Linked DNA regions of Pan troglodytes: region 2 is linked to region 1. Evidence: chromatin contacts called from public Hi-C data. All regions are on one chromosome and are shown on one strand. The core of a region is the stretch at or near the end of the contact, and the rest is flanking DNA. Distances in the headings are between cores, read along the strand shown.

Region 1 (6,778 bases), core at 1,037-3,536:
GGTGAGATGCACTGCGGAGGACTGTCGTGCGTTTGCCCTGGATGCTCCCTGCTCCAAAAATCTGTCTAGTTCTTGTCAGGAGCGACCGCGGCGAGGCGAGTCGGTCCAAAACATTGAGCAATTTGGCCTCGGAGCCAAAAAGCCATTTCCCACACCGCCCAGCCCGGGGCTTTTCGGACGCGGGGCGGTAGGGACCTGATAGGGGCCCCATCCATGCTTGCCTCCCACCCAGGGAGATGGAGTGAGTGGCAAGTTCTTCCAGGCACTCCTTGCGCACATCCTGAGGTCTTAGCACAATTCGGGGAGCGAAGTGCCGGACCGGCGCTCTGGCTGCGGGAGGGATGCACAACGCACAGCCTGCCGGGCCAGCAAGTCCTTCCCGACCAAGACGCGAGGCCAGGCCATCGGCAGCTCTCGCACACCTGGCCCGGCCCCGGCTCCTGGCTCCCTCTGGCAACCGTACTCGGGTTGGGCCACACTCGTCGCTCCGACCTGGCCGACACCCTCCCGGAATAGAACAGCTGATCCCACATATTCAATGCCAAATGGACGCCGCCCGCTCCCTGGGCGCAGCCGGGCGGAGTTAATTTCGTGTGTAAATCTGGTTTCCATGGGGGTAGACAGCAGAGGAAGGAGAAGTACGCACAGAAGGCTCTGAAGCGGGCAGGGAGAGGAATGGAAAAAAGGGCAACTAGAGAGGACCGAGCAGCGCTGGGCGAGCTCAGACGGCAAGTGCCACGCACCCCCGCGCGGAGAAGGGCGCCGGGTAGGGGGTGTCCAGGGCTCGGGTGCCCGGAGGGAGAATATGGCTTACCTCCCACCTTTCTGTCTTACCTGCAAACAAGTTTCCCCAGTTCCAAGTCGTCCCTAACTTCCTCACAAGAAGTTCGGCACCTTCCTGGAGACCTTTCCTCTCTTCCTGCCTGCGGCCAGAACTGAGCGAAAGTAGAGCCCCCGGGCAATGCAGAAATGATTCTACCGAGGAGGAGGCGCGGGAAGACGGGCGGGGGCGGGGGCCACGGCGCACAATGAGGGCCCCTTGGTGTGCGGTTCGAAATTCCTCAAATCCCAGTTGCTGGAATGCGAGGCGACGACGACTTCTTCACTCAGGGCCAAATGTGTTTGTCATTATTCCAGACCGCCCGCCCGCGCCGCCGCTGTCGCCCCCGCGCTAGGGCGTGCAACCCGAGCACACTGCCCGGCAGGCACCCGCTCTCCCTGGCACCTCACTGACCCAACAAACCGCTCCAGAGCGCCCCAAACCCTTGCCCACGCCCGCGCGCCTCTGCTTGTCCCGCAGCCGCCTCACCGCCGCGCCAAATCTGGCCCCGACTCTCACCCAGAGCAGCGCCGTCCAGTAATCACGCGCATTCGGCCGGCTCCCTGTGCTGTAGGCCAACACCGAGGTCCGGTCTCCAGCCGAGCCCTGCCCGCCTCCTGCGCCCCCCTCCACGCTCCCCTCTCCCCACCTCCCCTGGTCCCCCAGCCGCGCTCCACACCATGGGCTGCAGCGCTGTCCCGCCAAACCGCAGGCGAGGAATGAAAACACTCATTTAAAACCTGTCGCCTTCCAGGACCCACTGCCAAGAAGAGGGCAAACACCTCTGCCTCCACCCCCAGTTCCTTGGTGTTCGGCCCAGTATTCACGAACACCACCCCCACTCCCAAAAGAAACCTCAAAAATGTAAGCCTAAACAATTTCTTTGGGAGGCCATAGGGTTGTTAGAAAAACATTGTTTTTAAAAATAGGTCTGGAAAATGTGTGTTTAAAAAAAATACCTAGACTTTATAACTCTATGGTTATCTCCCACCCGTCCCCAAGTGAAGTTTATTCCGAAAAAAAAAAAAATTACTCTCTGGACACACAACTGGAATCCAGCTCCTTTTTTTTTTCTTGTCGCCCAAAGTTTGAAGTTACTTCGCTTTCTCCAGTCCCAGAGTCTGATCAGGGATTTCCCTTATAAACAAAAAATCATTTTTTCTTTTCCCTTACCTTCTCCTCCGATGTTATTCCGCAATGAATGTCCCACACATGGAGTAAAGAGCGTGCCCACGGCCTCCAATGATCTCTTGCAGTCTCCTCCTCTGTTTCTCTCCCTGTAGCTCCAACAGTAATGGGCTCAAAAACCGCGTTTTGTAATTGATTCAATGTTATAGTCCATCCTTCTAAAACTAATCATTTGCTCTAAGTAAATAGCTGTCAGGAAATAAGCCCCCCCCTCAACCTTGGTCTCTTCAAAATAAAAGTTTCTCTCAAACTCCCTGCGCTCCGAATCTCCCAGTGTCCAGATTGCGCCTTCGCTTTTTGCTCTTACGCAATCAGGGGGTCCAGTCCCAACCCCCAGACTTCGACAACAACTGGGGGGCGGGGAGAAGCAGACCAGATGGGATGGGGGGTGGTGGAAGGGGGAGGTGTTGGTGCTCTGCCGGGAAAGAGGTTTTGTGAAACTACAAACAGCCCATCATTTCCAGAATGAGTTTGCCTCCCCATTTTGGGGTTATTTTCTTAGACTGCTATAGTTTTGTATTCTCTTTGAAAAGAAGAAAAGGAACATACAAAATTGCATTTAATACCCAGAGAGAATATAAATCTAGAATCAAGAAATGTCCCTTCTACAAACTCGGCCCAACGAGAAATAGGGCCCTCGGGAGAAATCTCCAAGCGGTTGCGCCGTTTTGAACTAGGGGTCTTTTAGGGGAAGGGCTATATAGTTGCTAGTTATTTAATAGGATTAGGCAAACTGTTGAGTCCAATATGACAATGATGGGTTTTTGTTTTGTGTGGTGTGTGTGTGTGTGTGCGTGTGTGTGTGTGCAAGACTGGGTGGTCTGAAATACGGTACAAAGAAAAGAGGGTCTGTGTAGGTTTGGAACGTTCTCCGACAGAACGACCTTTACTCCCTTGAAGTCACTTATCTGGTCGTGCCTTTGTTTTCGGGGTTATCTGGGCGAGGTTGCCCTGGCTTCTATCTCGCATACAAAAAAAGCTCAAGCTTGGGCGTTTGAGGAATCGTACCACCGCCTCCGCGTCGTGGGGGAGGATGCCTTTTGATTCTCCCTCCGTTCCCTCCCGCCGCGTGGGTCGAACCCTACGAATGCCTTGGAATTGACAGCTGAGCCCCAAACCCTGCGCCCAAGGCGAGAGGCCAGTGTCGGGAGGAAACGATCCTGCCGGCGAGGGAAAGGGGGCGCTGATGCTCCAGGAACCAGACCTGGGCAGAGTGGGGCTTCCCAGCGACAGCGGGGGAGGGGAGCGCGTTCACCTTCATCGCTCTCTGATTTTTGAATTCTCCTGTTGGGGTTGGGGGTCGTCTTTCATCCTTCTCCCTCAACCCCACCCCAACACAGGTACTCTGAAAATGGCCAAAGTGGCCAGGTTGGGACTGGCATGTCCAACAGCCGTCTCCTCCTTCACCAGGAGGGTGGACACAGTGCAGTGGACAGGGGAGAGTCACAGAGAAGTACTCCAACGGGCGCGGTGCTGTCCCTAACCAGGACAGGATCTTGGGGTGTCAGCCTCGAAAACAGGGCGCCTGGGGCTGCGCTGGGGGTCCCATTGCCCCAGCTCTTCTACGCGACCCGCTCTCGTGCATCTTCAGCTTGGGTGACTGCACCGCTCGCTATTACTTCCACATGTTCCTTCAGGAAATCATTGAAGGCAAATATATGAACAGCCCCTTGTTCGGAATGCTAACAGGATACCGTAATGTTTGTAGAAAATGAGCGGGAACAAACGATCCCCCCAAAAATCAGAGTGCGGAATAAAAGGCAAAAGCGGGTGCTGGGCCACATGCTGTTAAGTTGAGAACCGGGTTTTTAGGCTAGTTGCCCCAGAAGGTAGGAGGCGAGACAGACAGTCTACCCAGAGGGGCTGCTTTGCTTCGGCGACACTGTTAGTCCGGTCAAGCCAGGGTCTTCCGTCCGCAGGGCCCCAGCGCTCTCCGCCCACAAATGGTAACTTCACAGTTCATTTCAGAGCCGTTTAATGGGGCCCGAAAAGCAGTCCGGGCGGGAGTGTCTCCAGGCAGCGACTCCTCGGGAGTTTAAAGCAGAAAGCAATGGATGAGCAAGCGAGCACCCAGTTGTCCTTCTGGTAGTAATTACCTGCCTAATTTGAATGATGCCTTTGTTATGATCATTAACAAACATTTGCTAAAGGTTTCCATGTGTGACATTCTGGAAGGTTTAAAGGCCTGAGGAGCTGACTCCAGGGATAGTGCCCCGGTGGGGGGTGGCGCAAGAAAGCAAATGGTTGGGGGAAGATTTTGCGGAGAGACTGTGCAAAGAAGAGAGGTCAACATCTGCCTCCTCTGCAAAAGCAAAATAAACCCAGTGGTCAGGAGCAACCTCCGGACAGGAGGCCCTCGAACCGAGGCGGTTGGTTCCTTAAACCGAGTCCTGCCCCCACAGCCCCCGCCCCTACCACTGCTCATAGGCGGGTTTGAATCCTGTTTTCCGCCTTCTAAGGCTGGTCCGAGGCTGGTTCGGGAGAAGTCGGGTCTGCGCCCGGCAGTCAGCCCGGGGCGTCGGGGGAAGGTGGGGCTAGTTCTTGCCGCGCTCTCCCAGTGTCGTTCTAAGATCCTTCGAGATCGGTCCCACGACGCCCCGGGTCCTGGGTGGTCCCGGAGCCGCAGGGGGCGAGAAACCTTGCCCTCCTGAGGCGAGCTGCGGGTCTTTTCTCCCCTTCTTGTGCTTCTCACTGGGCACCGTGTGGGGGGTGGGGGGAGGGGACCAGGCCACCATATGTACCCGGAGGAGAGGAGCGACATGCACTGGCCTGGGCAGCTCTGCGCAGATCTCAACCCGCGCCCGGATTCTAATTTTCAACCTCTTGGGGTTTTTTGTTTTGTTTTTTCCTTGAGGGATTATCAAGGGGTTAAGAATGTGGGTTTTCTCCCCAAAGCGGGAGTCGGGGAGGCTGCGAGCCGAGAGGAAGGAGGCCCAACTCCCGAACTGAGCCGGGCTGGGAAGTTGGGAGAAAAGGGTAGGGACTGTGACAGTTCTGTCCTCCGCCTTGCGCGTCTAGGCCAGCAGGCGACATGAAATTGAGGGCAAGGGTATAAAAAGGTGCAGTCGATGAGCTGACTTTCAAAAAGAGGGCCTCGTAAACTTTTTACAACCAGATCAAAATGGTCACTAAAAACAAAAGCAAAATCTCGCCGTGCCCTGCCCTGCCTCCAGGGCCCGTTCTCCTGGCCCCGACTCCCGGGCGAGGGCGGCCGCAGCTCCGAGCGCCACACCTTTGGCTTTGAGGGCGCTTCCCACTGAGTTGGCTTTTTGTGTCTTCTCCTCCTCTGCCCCCCAGCTCCACCGCCAATTCTACTTTCCTTGAAGAATTCAGGTCCGTTTGCTCTAGAAGCCGTACGAATTTAACAGTTATCAAAGCCGTTAGTTGTGAAAATCACGTTTAAACTTGTGAATTATTTTTTTCAAATGGTGATGGGCGGGGCAAGGGAACGGGGGATGTTTCTGCCTTCACAATTTGAAAATGAAGGGCCCGTTTGGTGGTTTGCAAAAGAAAACGGTGCTAACTGCTCCTTCTCCCACCCCCTTTAACCCTTGGCTGCATCTGGAATAGCCGCCTCCCTGGGTCCAGCGAGGAAGGGTCCTTTGCCCGGAGGTGGTGGAGGTGACGCACAGATGTGGGGGGTCCCCGCAGAGAGAGAGACGCCCTGGCCTCTGGTCTGCCCCAGCTGAGGCTCGGAAGCTAGCTCTAAGGAGTCTCTTTGCACGCTCAGAATTCAGAACGGCACTAGTCCTGGAAAAGGAGGAATTCTCCAAAAAGATCGAGATGGGTCTGTGCACCTTGAGGTGAAAGTTCCCTCCCCAGGACTCCGCACCCACCTTGCTGGCTGGATCTCAAGGTGCAGCCTCTCTTCTGGGTTTGGGGGGCTTGCTCTTCAGGAAGTAGAAGCAGAGGGTTCCTAACAACGCAGCCTGTTTACAGACCTGAGGACAAGAGCTTGTTTCCTGGTCCAGCCCAGCCCGGTGGGCCATACACTCCTTAGAGCCTGGGACAGACTGGTAGGACTGGAACCCTCTGGATCTGGCTTTTGGATACCCCTTCCCTCGCTAGAGAGCCCCCTTCCTCGGTTTAGGGATGTTGTTGTGCCTCTGCCCTCTCCTGCTCCTTAGGTCTTTTGTTTTAGTTGCTTTTAATTTGAAAAACCATATGAGGGGAGGGGGAAGGAACGAGGAGATTGGGAGGTCTGCTCTTTATTAGGGGCCCAGGCCTCTAGCTTTCCAACACACAGCTGTGGCTGGGAGGGGAAGGAGGGCTGGCTCTGTGTAGGTCAGCCTCACTGAAGAGAGGGCCTTGTCCTCTGGAAGTCCCAGGAGTCCAGCACAGCCCTGTGATTTTTTTTTTCTTTTAATCCTTCAGCAGAGACACTGCAGTGGAAAACCAGTGGAACCTCGACTCTTTGCTCATCCATTAAAAGGGGCATAATCGACTAGGCATGGTGGCTGATGCCTGTAATCCTAACACTTTAGGAGGCCAAGGTGGGAGGATCACCTGAGCCCAGGAGTTTAAGACCAGGCTGGGCAACATAGTGAGCCCCCATCTCTATTTAAAATAACAGTAATGACCATTGGAATAATCATGCACAACGTATAGGGTTGTCTTGGGGATTAAGTAAGATAATATCCCAGGTAAATAAAGCGGTTCATATGAAAACTTAAGATGTACAAGGCCATGTGTCAAGGGCTAAGGATACAGCCCTTTCCTCCTAGATTTTATGGACTAGTGGAGCAATAAATTAGACATAAAGTTGCAACT
Region 2 (6,848 bases), core at 118-2,617, 130 kb after region 1:
CACCCCACGTGCTAACCAGGACGCATTTCAGGGACCCACCCAGGGAAGCCCAGCCGACCATCTGTATCCCTTTCCCATTTCAAGGCACGTGGTTGCTTAGCGGGGAAGAAAAGAGACGTGCAAAGCAAATAAAGGTCTTCGATGCGCAGGATGCGAAGTCACAGGATTAAAGAGGGATGGGGGCTTGCACTATCTGATCGTCTCCCTTTGAGCCAAGCGGAGAAGCGCGCAGGCTTAGCCAAAAACGTCAAAACGCTTTAGCCAGCCCCGACGCGGGGATGCCACACAGGTTCAAACACACCCTCCCCAAACCCCAAGCAGTTAACCTCTGGTTTCTCCGCCGTGACGTTCGAGGTCCCTAAGGCCCCAGTATTAATAAGGCAATACTCGAGCACCAACTACTAGGAGTAAAACGCACCAGGCTGAGTGGAGAAGCTGGCAAACTAACTTCCACTTTCGTGGAACTTCTGTGGCTGACTCTACAGTTACACTAAAAGCCCGTCCTCCCTCTTCACCCTGTCCCCGGGCTCCCACTTCCTCCACTGGAGGTGGAAAGTTTGCTCCAGGAGCGCGAAAGGCGCGGAGCGCAGGTGCCCCAAGACCCCGCCCTACCCATGGTGAGGCAGTGGAATCTCCGCGGGTCCGCCACGTTGTAGGTGGTGGCGGTGCAGACAGGTGCGTGGTGTTGCGGGTGCCCCAAGGCCGCCGCGGCCGCCGCCGCCGCTGCTGCTGCTGCCGCCGCCGCGGCCGAGCCAGGCTGCTGGGGCTGATGGTGGTGATGGTGGTGCTGCGGCGGGTGGTGGTGATGATGCGCATGGTTCACCCGCGGGCAAAACTGCGCGTCCCCAGGAGCCGAAGAGAACTGGCTCTTAAGCAGAGGCAGTGCCCCTGCGGCCCCTGCCACCCCACTGCCTCCGGCCCCGGTAACCCCGGCCCCTGCGCCCCCGCTGCCGGCGCCCACAGACCCCCGAGAGGAGTGCAGGTGCGAAGTGACGCAGAGAGGGCACACGCAGAACGCGCCGCTCTTGCGGGACGGGCAGCCGGGGCCGGACACGGACATCACCAATGGGGACGGCATGCCAAGCGGGATGAAGAAATCCGGCCCGGGGTGCGGTTCAGGCAGCGAGGGCGCAGGCCGTGAGGTGTCCTTGATGATGAGCGAGTCGACATAGAAGGAGCGCGACATGTCGAGAGGGGTGGGTGGCTGGAAGCCCCGGCAGGTCGCGGCGACCGCTCTCCTCTAGTGTTCTAAGCTCTGCCCTGGGAGCCGCGCAGACACGGGCAGTCAAGCCCTTGGGGACGCAGAGGTGTTGGCGTCTGGGCTGGGAACAAAGGGGTCCCCGGAGAGGGCTGGTCCTCACGTCCCCCGCCCGGCGCCCCGGCTCGGGTATTTTATAGCCCCCCACCCTGGCACGTGATGCTGCGGAGTACAGCTCGGCTCAGGCTCCTCGGCAGCTCCCCACCCTCGGGATAGGCTGCCCGAGTCACAACAGAAGCCGCGAGGAGGGGCGGGCGCGCGGCGGGGAAGAACTCGGGGGAGGGGGATGGGGGAGACTTTGCAAAGTGTAGGTTTTGTTAATTTCCCGGGGAGGCCGGCCTCCTCCCCCTCTTTCTCCACGCTTTACTGAGAAATCACAGCGCTGCATCCTCCATCCCACCCCCTCTCGCTACCCTGGCCGCAGCCCAACTCTTCCCCACGCCCCACCGCAAAGCGTACCAGGTGGGGACTTGGAGGCTTATTTAATAGGAATGCTCAGTGTTTCCAGCTCCTCTGTGGTAGGGGTGGCTGCGGCGCGGTGAAGTGTGAGGCCTGCGGTTTGGAGCAGGATTGTGCGGGCGACGGACTGGCAGTCGTCCAGTCCCTGAGCGCAGCTCTGGCCACGGTTACACCTACCCCTGTCCACAGCTTTTGGACTTGGCAGAGGTCATTCAGGTGGTTAGTTCGGGACTGTCCGGCGCAGAACTGTGAGGCCTCCCAGCTAAGAAACCGTCAAGCTTTTCACGCTGATGTTCGACAAGGTCTGAAGTGTCTTTGTACTTGGGGCCCTCCTGGGGCCACTCAGACCAACGACCCTTCCTTGTTTCCCTTTCTGATCGGCACCTCCCACTTCCGCAGAGAGAGAGAGATGTTGAAGAGTCACCCTTTTCTTTCTCCAAGTAGTAACACCATGGCATTCCAGGGCAATCCTACAAACTCCATCCTGAAGATTTTGGAGGGAGGACCTCAAACAGCAAGCCCTCCTAAAGACGCAGCAGGGATTAGATAGACCTTCGCTCTGGGTCTGAGGATTTCCTGTCCCTCATTTTTACCAATCTTGGGCAGCTTAGCAAGGCTAACCAGGAAGCACTCTTTCCTCTGCATCTTAAGAACCTAAAAAGGATGAAGAGGATTCAGCCATCCAGGGAATCTTGCCTCTGATTGGCAGAAGTGGCTTTGTAAGGGAAATCTCTCTGGTCCATGGAAGTCTTGCACACCCCTTACTGCCCGAGAGAGGGTGGCTGCCAAACTATTGGGACTATTTATCTTCGGAGAAGGCAAGGCAGCAGAGGTGGCCATTTTCTCTCTTCGTTTCCCCCTGCAGAAAAGCGGGCTGGGGCCATGAGGTTGGGCAATAGTTAGAAGTCTGATCCTTTTTCCAGAACAGCTAACTTCAATCCAGAGTTCATGATGGTGCTAAGAAACTTAGAGACAGGACTCCCTCCACCCGAGAGAACAAGGTGCCCAAATCCAGGAGAGCACTAGCTAGAGGCACGGCTCTATCTTTCCATCCTCTGTCTTCCCCTCTCCATCTCTGTGACAGTCTCTCTTGCCTGCTAGAGAAGTGTAATTGGGTTGTAGGGATGCCCCGCTCTGGGGAGCCCAGGATTTATGGATGGCAATTAAAGTTTTATGAATTGCAGCTGAGGCTGGTTATTGAGCTATTTGAATGTGATTAGAATTCAATTAGAAAGTGGTTAGTGGACGGTGGGTCTCTGGAGTGTAAACAGACAGCTATTCCAGAAATGTGCTAATCCAACATCTTGTGACAACAATTAAGGAGTCTCAGGGCTTAACATGGGGCAGCTCAGCTGTAACTACTTTTGTACCACAAGGTCTGCAGACGCTCAGGCTCACCCCAGCCCGCCCTTGTTCATGACTGGAGGATCTAGGCAATCCCTGAAATCATTTCAGCCCCAAGAAGAAGGCTTGGAGCCACTGACGGAGAATGGCAATAAAAAACATACCCTGCTGAATGGCAGGATATTTTTTACAGTCCTAAACTGTCCAAATAGATGACTCGATTCCCCCCATTCACTTTGCAACTATACAAGCATATATAGATATAGATATAGATACTCTTTAAGAATAATAGCTTTCTCTCTTTTCCTCCTCTGGGTTAGGTCCCAGGTTATCCACAGTCTGTTTTGGGCTGATGGTTTGAGTCACAATGTTCCCAGCGGTTTGGGATGTGTTCAGAGGAAGAGGTCCTATGCTAAAGTCCTAGAAATCGCACCCATGTGCAGACCATTTTACTTTAGAGAATCTGAACTATGCAAGAGGCTTGTGCATCTTATTCAATTTGTGTCTGACTATGGAAACTTTCATTTTTCAGTGCCAAGGAATTTTGAGAAATGTGAGGGGCTCATGGGGTTTCCTAAAGCCTTCAAGGGGAGCAGTGGTTTCAGACCAGGCTGAGGCTGAAAGCAAGACCATGTCTGAAAAACTTGACCCTTAGGGTACTTGGTTAATTCCTTCAGCCCACCAAGAGCAAGTATACTGGAATCCCATTTCTTGCACAGTTTCTGTCCACTCTGCCTCACTTCTCTAGTTCTCTTTGGATCTCTCAGTGTCTGCCAGTCTCTCTCCCTCCTTCTCTTCTGAGTCCAGCCCCTATCTGGCCCTACCTGCCTATCCCCTCCTCAAAGGAAGCCTACCCTCCATGCCCCCGGGGCAGCACTGCCCCCCACCACCCCGGCCCCGCCCAGCCCTACCGTTCCCCAGAGTGCAGTGCCCTGAACCAGCAGGAGACCCCAAGTTCAGCTTTCTTTTCCTGAGAGGGAACAGGCAGACCATTGGCGTGTGCCCATGGTGTCTGAGCCACCACACAATTTTATTTCTCAGTGATTCTGTCCGATAAAATTTCATCATCCATTAAGTAATCCCCAAAATGAGAGCTCTTATGAGCCTATAATGAGTTCTAATTGCCACGACTCCGGGAGCCACGTGGAAGGATTTATTCGGTATTAAGCAGTCGGGTACAGAGTACAGGCTGTTACCTAAGCCATTACTTTCATAATTCAAGGAGAAAATTAGTTCTTTTAAAGGAAAGGGGAAATCTTTTTATTATCTCCCCCTTCCTCGGGACAATAGAGTATGGTTTTGTCTTCCTTGAGTGCAAGACAGTGTCACATATGTGATGGTAACAAAATTGTTCTTTGTACCTCCTCCTGGCCAAGGCACTCCACCCTTACCCTCAACTTACAAAAAAAAATCAAAGCTATTCTAGAAAGAACAGCAGAGGCATGGCCTTCTTGTCTCTCGATTCTCCAAGTTGAGCCTGGGTGAGCAGTTTCCTTTCAGCCCAACCTGAGATTTGGATTCTTAGTTCTAGCTTCCAAAAGGTCTCCAGTACTTCTTCCCAGCTCTGGAATGGCACCTGACCTGAACCCCACATTCCTGTCTCACTTCTCTTTCTTCCTGTTTGCTTTCAAGGGCAAAGTCAGGACAAGTAAAGGGCAGGGACTTAGCATTGCTTATTCAACAGGCCCCAGAGTTCTGACCCGTTCCTGTGCTTAGCTGTTTTTTTCAGGCTGTAACTCCCACTTTGCCCCTCCCTCTGTGTCCTCCAAACCTCCCCACCCCCTCCCCACCACCACTTTCATCCCCAGTCCTTTTTTCTCTTAGTTTCAGCATTTGCCCACATGGTTCTCCAGCTCCAAATGGAGGCTGCAGGCAGGGCGGGACAGCCGGGGAGTTGGCGGGGCCGCCTCGGATTTATTTGCTCCTCTTACATTGATTTCATATTAGTTTCCAAAGCGATGAATGATCTCAAAGCTGGGTTTTGTTAGCCGAACACAAACAGGAGACAGGACTTACTTGCCCCCAGCTCCCTTTAATGAGGTCATTATCAAAGCGTGAACAAGTCTATGAATGTTTTATTGAAAGTGCATCGTTAACTTGTATCCATCCTTTTCTCCGAGTGGCATTGTGATATTGCTGTCTGTGGCACATCTTACCCGATATAGCCCGAGATTTCCCCATTCTCTGTAACCAGGCAACCCTTTCTGAATACCCAAAAATTGAAAAGAACCGCTTAGTCTTCAAGAAAGTCCTCAATAATAGTGGAAAAGAACAAAGATCCAGGAGACAACAAAATGCCACAGGGGTGACTTTTCATGAGCAATTATCTCTCATTAATCAGAAGAACAGCTGCAATATTAATTTTCTCTCTTTCTTCCTCTCTTTTCACAGTCCCCAACATTTGAATAATCATAAATTTTGATTTTATGAAGGAGTCACATTTTCAGGGGCTGGAGGAAAGCAGCTACCTAGGTGAAGACAAGAAGAAAATGCTCTCATTTTATTTTATTTTTTGTTTGGGTAAAGCTGCCAACAAAGCAAAATGGAAAAAATAAAAATAAGAAATGCCAGAGAAAATGCCCACCCCCCCTTTCTTCTTCTAGATGGCTGTTGAGAATAAGGACTCTCTTCTCCCCCACTCTCTGCTCACAACTACCCCTCCTTTCTTTCCTCCCCCCGCCCAGACCCATTCCCCAGTTTTGCTCTGAGCAGGGCGGAGGGAAACGTCCCTGGCGTCTGGCGTGGGAGTTTCAGCCGGGTTTCTGCCCGTTTAACTTGCAAACGTGAAGCCAAGCGTTGTCGATCTGACCAAAGAGACACTCTTTGGGCGTAACTTGCATTGTGGCCATCAAAAGCCCGCCAGCCTTGGATGAACTGAGAAGCGTATTCAGCAGAAATGGGGCGCTCGCTCTCCTTTCAGGCTCTGGAGAGGCAATTGTTCACAGGATGTGTAGCCAGGGTGGAAAACGTGGGTCCCCAGATAAGGCTATAACCTGCAAACGAGCTTGGGGGAGTTAAAAGAATCTCATTAAAGCCCCGGCTGCAATTAGCAAATACACACTCATAGAGAACTCAAGCTCCTCTTGAAAAGCTGTGGGTCAAGATGAAAGAGGGCAGTTGGGAGCTAGTCCCCACATTCTTGTACTGCTTGAGTGATGGGGGGCTCAGGAGCCAGGCTATTCCTTCAGCTGCCCCAATATTGTTAGTTTTAATGCAAGGCCAGGGAAGGCCTTTCTAGAGGGAGGGCAGGCTGTGGGCCCTGTGTTCATGCACCACCAAAAATAATCTTGCTTCTCCCTGGTGTTTATTCAGAACGGATGGGCTTTTGAGAAACCTGAATTCGCCTTTGTGCTCACCACAGTTGCAAGAGTTCAATTCGGCCCTCTGAGAAGAAGCAGCGGGGAGAGGGGGGTGGGGGGGTGGTAGTGGAGGTCTTCTGAGAAATAAGTGAGGGGTTTGGCTTAGAATTTCAGCCAGGAACGGCCCAGTTGGAAAAAAGTTTTGATGGCACTGAATGCCTGCCACACAGCCCCTCTGCTCCCCACTTCACTTTAATTAATATTCGCCCACCCCCAAATCCTCAAGCCGAACAAGGCATCCCTCTCCCACCCTCAGAGCTCTCCTCTGTCATCAGAATAAAATTTATCGAGCGCCTACTCTGTGCCCAGCGTGTGCTAGGCACTGCAGGGAGCAGGCCTGAAAAGGCCAAGACAGTATCCAATAGAATATTGTTTCATTTCAGTAACAATGGCCTGAGGTGGGGAACAATTATCCGGATAATTGAAGC

What was found. Hi-C and Micro-C count contacts between places; a contact is called where the count stands out from the background.
Region 2: a contact with region 1 is called in a Hi-C map of induced pluripotent stem cells, with 4 times the contacts expected there. The contact joins the promoter of GSX2 here to the promoter of PDGFRA in region 1. A contact is called at or near these places in 3 of 7 Hi-C or Micro-C datasets (induced pluripotent stem cells and stem cell-derived neural progenitor cells).

What each region holds. Positions count from the first base shown.
Region 1 is chr3:75,625,276-75,632,053 of NHGRI_mPanTro3-v2.0_pri, forward strand. PDGFRA (platelet derived growth factor receptor alpha) reads right to left here and starts at 2,287. Exons shown (of 23, transcript XM_024356152.3): 1 at 1,994-2,287.
Region 2 is chr3:75,756,533-75,763,380 of NHGRI_mPanTro3-v2.0_pri, forward strand. GSX2 (GS homeobox 2) reads right to left here and starts at 1,368. Exons shown (of 2, transcript XM_003310374.4): 1 at 613-1,368. The coding sequence starts at 1,186.